Linked DNA regions of Sus scrofa: region 1 is linked to region 2. The links are chromatin contacts, called in public Hi-C maps. All regions are on one chromosome and are shown on one strand. Each heading gives the region's core, a stretch centred on a gene start, on an enhancer-like site or on the middle of the called end of the contact. The rest is flanking DNA. Distances are from core to core; before and after follow the strand shown.

What was found. A called contact is a pair of places that touch in the nucleus more often than the background predicts.
Region 1: a Hi-C map of brain shows a contact between it and region 2, with 4 times the contacts expected there. The contact joins the promoter of PPFIA3 here to the promoter of CA11 in region 2. A contact is called at or near these places in 1 of 5 promoter capture datasets (liver) and 2 of 47 Hi-C or Micro-C datasets (brain and embryonic fibroblasts).

What each region holds. Positions count from the first base shown.
Region 1 is chr6:54,312,556-54,315,255 of Sscrofa11.1, reverse strand. PPFIA3 (liprin-alpha-3) reads right to left here and starts at 1,275. Exons shown (of 30, transcript XM_005664703.3): 1 at 894-1,275. It overlaps LIN7B (lin-7 homolog B, crumbs cell polarity complex component), which reads right to left. Exons shown (of 6, transcript NM_001244232.1): 5 at 2,579-2,700; 6 at 2,118-2,220. The coding sequence ends at 2,199.
Region 2 is chr6:53,997,333-54,000,057 of Sscrofa11.1, reverse strand. CA11 (carbonic anhydrase 11) reads left to right here and starts at 1,414. Exons shown (of 9, transcript NM_001004038.1): 1 at 1,414-1,503; 2 at 1,594-1,668; 3 at 2,389-2,531. The coding sequence starts at 1,437. The region is part of intron 2 of LOC110261016 (a long non-coding RNA gene); the gene reads right to left.

The DNA of each region.
Region 1 (2,700 bases), core at 26-2,525, 320 kb before region 2:
CTAGGAAACTAGATTCCTAGATCCTGAGGGGGTGAGGGCTACCAGCCGGGGGCCTTTCGCCAGAGGAGGTGAGGATTGACAGGGCTTCCAGAGCCGGGTGGGAGCTGGATCCCCGGATGCCAAGATCCCTAAGGTGGACCAGGCAGGAACATTCAGAAGCTCTGACTCCTTAAGAAGCAGTTGGGGTCTCTGAAAGCTGGGGTGCTGAGGATGGAGCTGAGATCTTAGCCAGCAGAACCCTGAGGCCCCGGCGCCCAGGTCGGGGAGGGCCCGGGTATCCCCGGGTCAAAGGCGCGGCGGGGGGGATCCCCGCGCTGCCGGCGCCCCCTCCCCCGGCGGCGGCAGCACCAAGAGATGGGGGAGGCGAGGCTGCCGAGAACGGTGACCATGGACAGCTCCAGAGCGGGCCTGTGTCCAGGGCGGCCGCCAGTCCGGCCTGGACTGAGGGACTCGGCCGGCTGTTCAAGCCGGAGGACCGGAGATGGGCAGACGGGGTGCACCAACGGGGGACTATGCGGACGCGACGGGGGGGGCGTCCGGCCCTAGCTGGGGGAGTCTGACACAGCCGCGGCCGGTGTCTGGAGCTGCCAGGTCTGGGCCGAGGAGGAGGATCTAGGTCCAGGGGGGTATCCAGGGCTGAACTGGGAAATTCAGGCTCCTGGACCCCGGAGGAGGCACAAGGCGGAAATACGCCTGGGATTCTAGGGTTCTGCTGGGGACTCTGAGAGCCGGGAGGGGCATGCCTGAGTCTCTGGGTTCGGGCTGTGATATCTGGGCTCTGAGGTCCCCGGGGATGAAGAAGGGAATCCAGGTTCTTGGGAAGGTGGGGGAAGCTCGGTGAGGGGTCCCCGGGGTGGGCGCTGCCAAGCGGGCCGGGCTGGGCTCTTACCTACCTGGTCCGCGGCGGCTGCGGGCGGAGCTGGGCTGCAGGAGGGACGTGGGGTGGGGTGGGGGACCGGGCGGGGCCCCTGGCGGCGGCCGGGGCCCGGATCTGTGGCTCCGGAGCCCTGTCTCCGCCGCTCGCGCGGGCTCCGCGTCTCTTGCTCCGGCTTAGGCGCTGGGGACCCCTCTCCCCTTCACGGTCTCGCAACCCTCTACCCCCTAAAACAGCCCCCTGCCCCTGTCACCGTTCAGCCTCCCCCGCGAGGCCGCAGCCGCCAGATCCAGGGGCGCTCACCAGCGCCCCCCAAATCCCACCTTCCCCCGCCAAAAAATTCCTCCTCCCTCCTCCCCCAACCAGCTCCCAGGCGGTCATGGCCCCTTTAACAGGAGACTGACAGACGGCGCCGAATGGCCAATGAGAGGAGGTGTTGGCGCCGGCCGGCGGTTAAACCCCGCCTCCACACTGGCTGGGCGGGGCCGCGCGGGCGGTGAGCGGGAGGCGGAACTCAAGGCGCGTGGGCCAATAGGCACGCGGCGTGAGGCGGCTGGGGCGGGAGGCGGAGCCCGGCAGGGGGATGATGTCACCTGGAGCGAGTGGCGCGCGGCGTGGAATACGAGTCGCGACCCTGGATTCCGGCTCTGGCGCTCGCCGGTCCTTACCCCGCACGGGACAGGAGGGTTGGGCGGGCGGCGAGGTGGGAGTAAAGGATGGGTTTTAAGGCGCAGGAGGCTCCCGGAGACACGCGTTTGGGTTGGAAGATGGGGTGAAAGCCGGGTCGACGTGCACCTTTTTCTGCACCCCTTGCGCCCGCCTCGGGAACTGCACGTGGCATCCCCCACCCCGCCCACGCAGACGATTGTAGGGCCGGCAGGGCTCCCCCGGCGGACTAGGCTGATGGTTCGCTCCGCCCCGCCCACACCGAAGCCGCCCACTGACTCGAGCAGAGTTTTAGGACTCTTCTGTCCGACCAGTTACGGAGGAAGGGGGCTTGGCCCCTGCCCTCAGGATCTTTGAGGGGTAGGGGCTACTGTCTGCCGACCCCCGCACTCAGACCCCGACTGGGTCCCAGCCGCCGTCCTTGGACTTGTCGCTCCGAAGCCGACCTGGGGAAAAGTCTTTAGCTCTGCTCTTAGAATCTGAAAAGGTCTTCAGGGTCTAGTCTCCACCTCAGCTTCTCTCCCTCCCCATCTCCAGACACTCAATCCCCCGATGCAGGACAATCACAGACACTCAATGAGGGTCAAAGATCTTTAAATAAGGAGCTGGTGACATAAATACTGTACAGGGGAGGGGGTGAGGGTCCAGATCTGTGGTTTCAGCCTCGAGACTCCAAGGACCTGCAAGGAGGGTGAAGAGAGGGGAGCCAGGCTCAGGGGAGGGGACCTGGGGAGGCACTGGGACAGAGCCAGGACTAGGGTTCCCGAGCCAAGGACCCAGGGAAGGGGGTTGAGGGATTCCAGAGAGAGCAGGCTGCCGATCTCGGGATGGGAGCGAGCTAAGGATCCCCAAGGTATTCAGTTCAAGGAGCTTGGGGTGAGAGCCTGGGTCAAGGGTCAGAATCCCAGGGAAAGGAGCCAGGGAGGTGGGAGGGGGTGGGGGTAGCAACCAAGGTCTCAGAAATCATTGGCTTGGTGTGGGAGTGTGGAGGTAGGGGAGGCAGTGAAGGCCCCAGGGGTATGGTGGCAAAGGGCTCACGAGTAGCTCTGATGTTGCTGGCGCCGGCGGGCAGAGCGCATCTTCTCAAAGCGAGCCTCCATCTCCTCCAGTACCCGAGGGGTGTAACGCACCACCAGCTTCACAGAGCCCTGGGCGGCCTT
Region 2 (2,725 bases), core at 165-2,664:
CTGCTTCTATCTCTAAGTGTGTGTGTCTGTATCTTTCTCTGCCTCCACCTGTTATCTGTCTCATTCTGTATTTTTTTCCCCCCTGTCATTCTGGGGGTCTCTGTCTCTGTGTATCTTATCAGTTTCTGCATCTCTTGCATTCACTGTATGTCCCAGGTCTCTCTCTCTCTTTCTCTCTCTCTCTTTCCCCCTCTCTCTGGTCTCCCGCGGCTGCCCCCACCTCCCTGCCTGTTTATTTTCTACCCTGCGTCTCCTGCCAAATCTCCCCATCTCAGGCTCCTCTTCCTCCTCAAGCCTCCGCAGCTCCCTGACCTCACCTCTGCTCTCTTGCCTCAGCCTCCCCGGCTCCTCCTCCTGCCTCCTCCCGCTCCCCCACTCTCTCTCCAAGTCTCTGCCTCCCCCTCCTGGTCAGCGGCCCACACCGCACTCCGGTCTCCCAGGGGATCCCCTAGCCGGGTTAAGGGAGCCCCTGGTGGAGGCTTGGGTGATGCATCCGGCGGGGGGCTGCAGGCGCTGTGCAGGCTCGCACCTGGGTCCCTGCGAGCTGGGGGATCCCGGATCCTTCAGGGCCAGTGGCCCTGAGCGTGGAGACACCCGAGGACTCTCCCAGCTCCACCTTAAGGGCCCCCCCCTTCCCCCTTCTGCGGAGGATGGAAACTGCCAGCTCTTGGGCCCCAGGTGTCCGGGCCACCCCCGCCCCCGTGGCCCCAGCGCGGCTGGGAGCTGGGGACGAGTCCCCCCCCCCAACAACCTCTCTATCCTGCCCCTGGGAGTACTCCCTCCACCACCACCCACACACACCAGCCCAGGGAGGGGTGCTCGCTGCTGTGAGAGCCCCCCCCAACAGAAAAATTAAATAACAGCAAGAGAGAGAAGGGGGGGAGGGAGAAGAGCGAGACAGAGAAACAGAAGAGGCAGGAGAGGAGGAGGTGGGGGGAGAGAGAGAGGGGGCAGCGGGAGGCCGAGAGGGAGAGAGTGAGGAGGAGAAGAAGGGGAGAAGGAAGAGGCAGGAGCAGAGGAGGGAGAGAGGGAGGAGGAGGAGGTGAGAGAAGCAGGATGGAGACATGGAGTTAGGAGGCTGGGGAGAGCTTAATGAAAAGAGAGCGAAGAGGGGGGTGTGGGTTAGAAGCCCAGGGGTAACCCGAGGGAAAAGCAGAAGGCAGAGGAGAGGAGTAGGAAGACCGGGAGACAGAGGGAGACTCGAGGGCTTGGGGAGAGAGGCGAGGAAGGAGACACGCCGAGAAGGAGCAGGGGAGTGGGTGGGGTAGGGGGGTCTCAGTCCCCGGCTGCCTCAGAAATTGGGAACTGGGGCTCCCCGTGTGGAGGAGAGGAAGGCTGCAAGTCCTTGGGGGGTCGGGGTTCCACAGAGAAGGGAAGGAGCTGGGGGGTTGGGGGTCAGGGCATTGGGATAGGGGTCGCCCCGAGGCTTCCCCGGGATGGGGGGTGCAGCTCGTCTGAGCGCCCCTCGAGCGCTGGTACTCTGGGCAGTACTGGGGGCGGCAGGTAAGGCCTGGGGGGGTCGGGGCAGGAGCCCCTCAGGGAGGGGTGGGGGTGGGGTGTCCAGGAGAGGGTTTCAAGCCGCTGTCTCCCCAGCTCACATCGGACCCGCACCTGACCCAGAGGACTGGTGGAGCTACAAGGATAATCTCCAGGGAAACTTCGTGCCAGGTGCAGCCAGGGCGGGGACCCAGGCGTCTGGGCAGCCAGGCTTTCCTCCTGAGACCCCGGAGTCCGCTCCTCCCCTGCCCCCCCCCGCCCCCCCCCCCATCCCCAGGACCCAGGAGTCCTAGCCCCTTCCTTCCTCCCTCCGGAGGCCCAGCCTCTGACCCCGGGTGGCTCAGCATGGGACATTATACATGCGCATTTCGAGTCGGGAGTGGGAGTGAGTGGAAGGCAAGGGAGTGTGGGGGTGGAAGAGTGTGTGTGTGCTTGCTGGGAAAGACCAGGTAGGTCCTGGCTCGTACTGAGAACCAGAGGTTCGGGGCCCGGTTCTCCACCTGGTCCAGCCCTCTCTTGCAACTCCTTCTCCCCAGTACATTCATCAACCAGCTGTGGGATAAGGGAGACTGAAGAACTACAACTCCCATGGGCTCTGGGGCAAGCAGGCAGGGGATGGGTAGGCTGGCCACCTCACAGACTGCTGGGAGTTGTAGTTTCTTCCCCAAAGACCATTGATGATAGGTTTGATCAAAGAGAGGCTTGGAGGTGTTGGGGGTAGGGGGGCGGTATAGGAAACTCCTCTAAGAGTCTTCTAGGACCCAGGACTCTGCATTTCAGCCACCTCCTCCCTCAAAGTCAGGAAACCACAGCCTTCCCAGCAGATCCCAGCACTGAGATCTAGTCCCTACTTCTGACTCCCTTTCCTCCCTGCCCCACCTCTGCTCCCAGGGCCTCCCTTCTGGGGCCTGGTGAACGCAGCCTGGAGTCTGTGTGCTGTGGGGAAGCGGCAGAGCCCTGTGGATGTGGAGCTGAAGAGGGTCCTTTACGACCCCTTTCTGCCCCCACTGAGACTCAGCACTGGGGGAGAGAAGGTAAGTGGCCTGTTGGGAGGGGTTACCAAACCCCACTGGGCTTGAGTTGGGGTCGGGGGTGGGGCATGAGCTGGGAGGCTAGCCTGGGGGAAGGAGCCCTACACTGAGCAGAGAGGAGGCGCTGTCCACCCTTAAATGGATCCCTGATTCTTCCCTCTCCAAACATGGCCTCCTAGTCTTTCCATCTCTTGGAA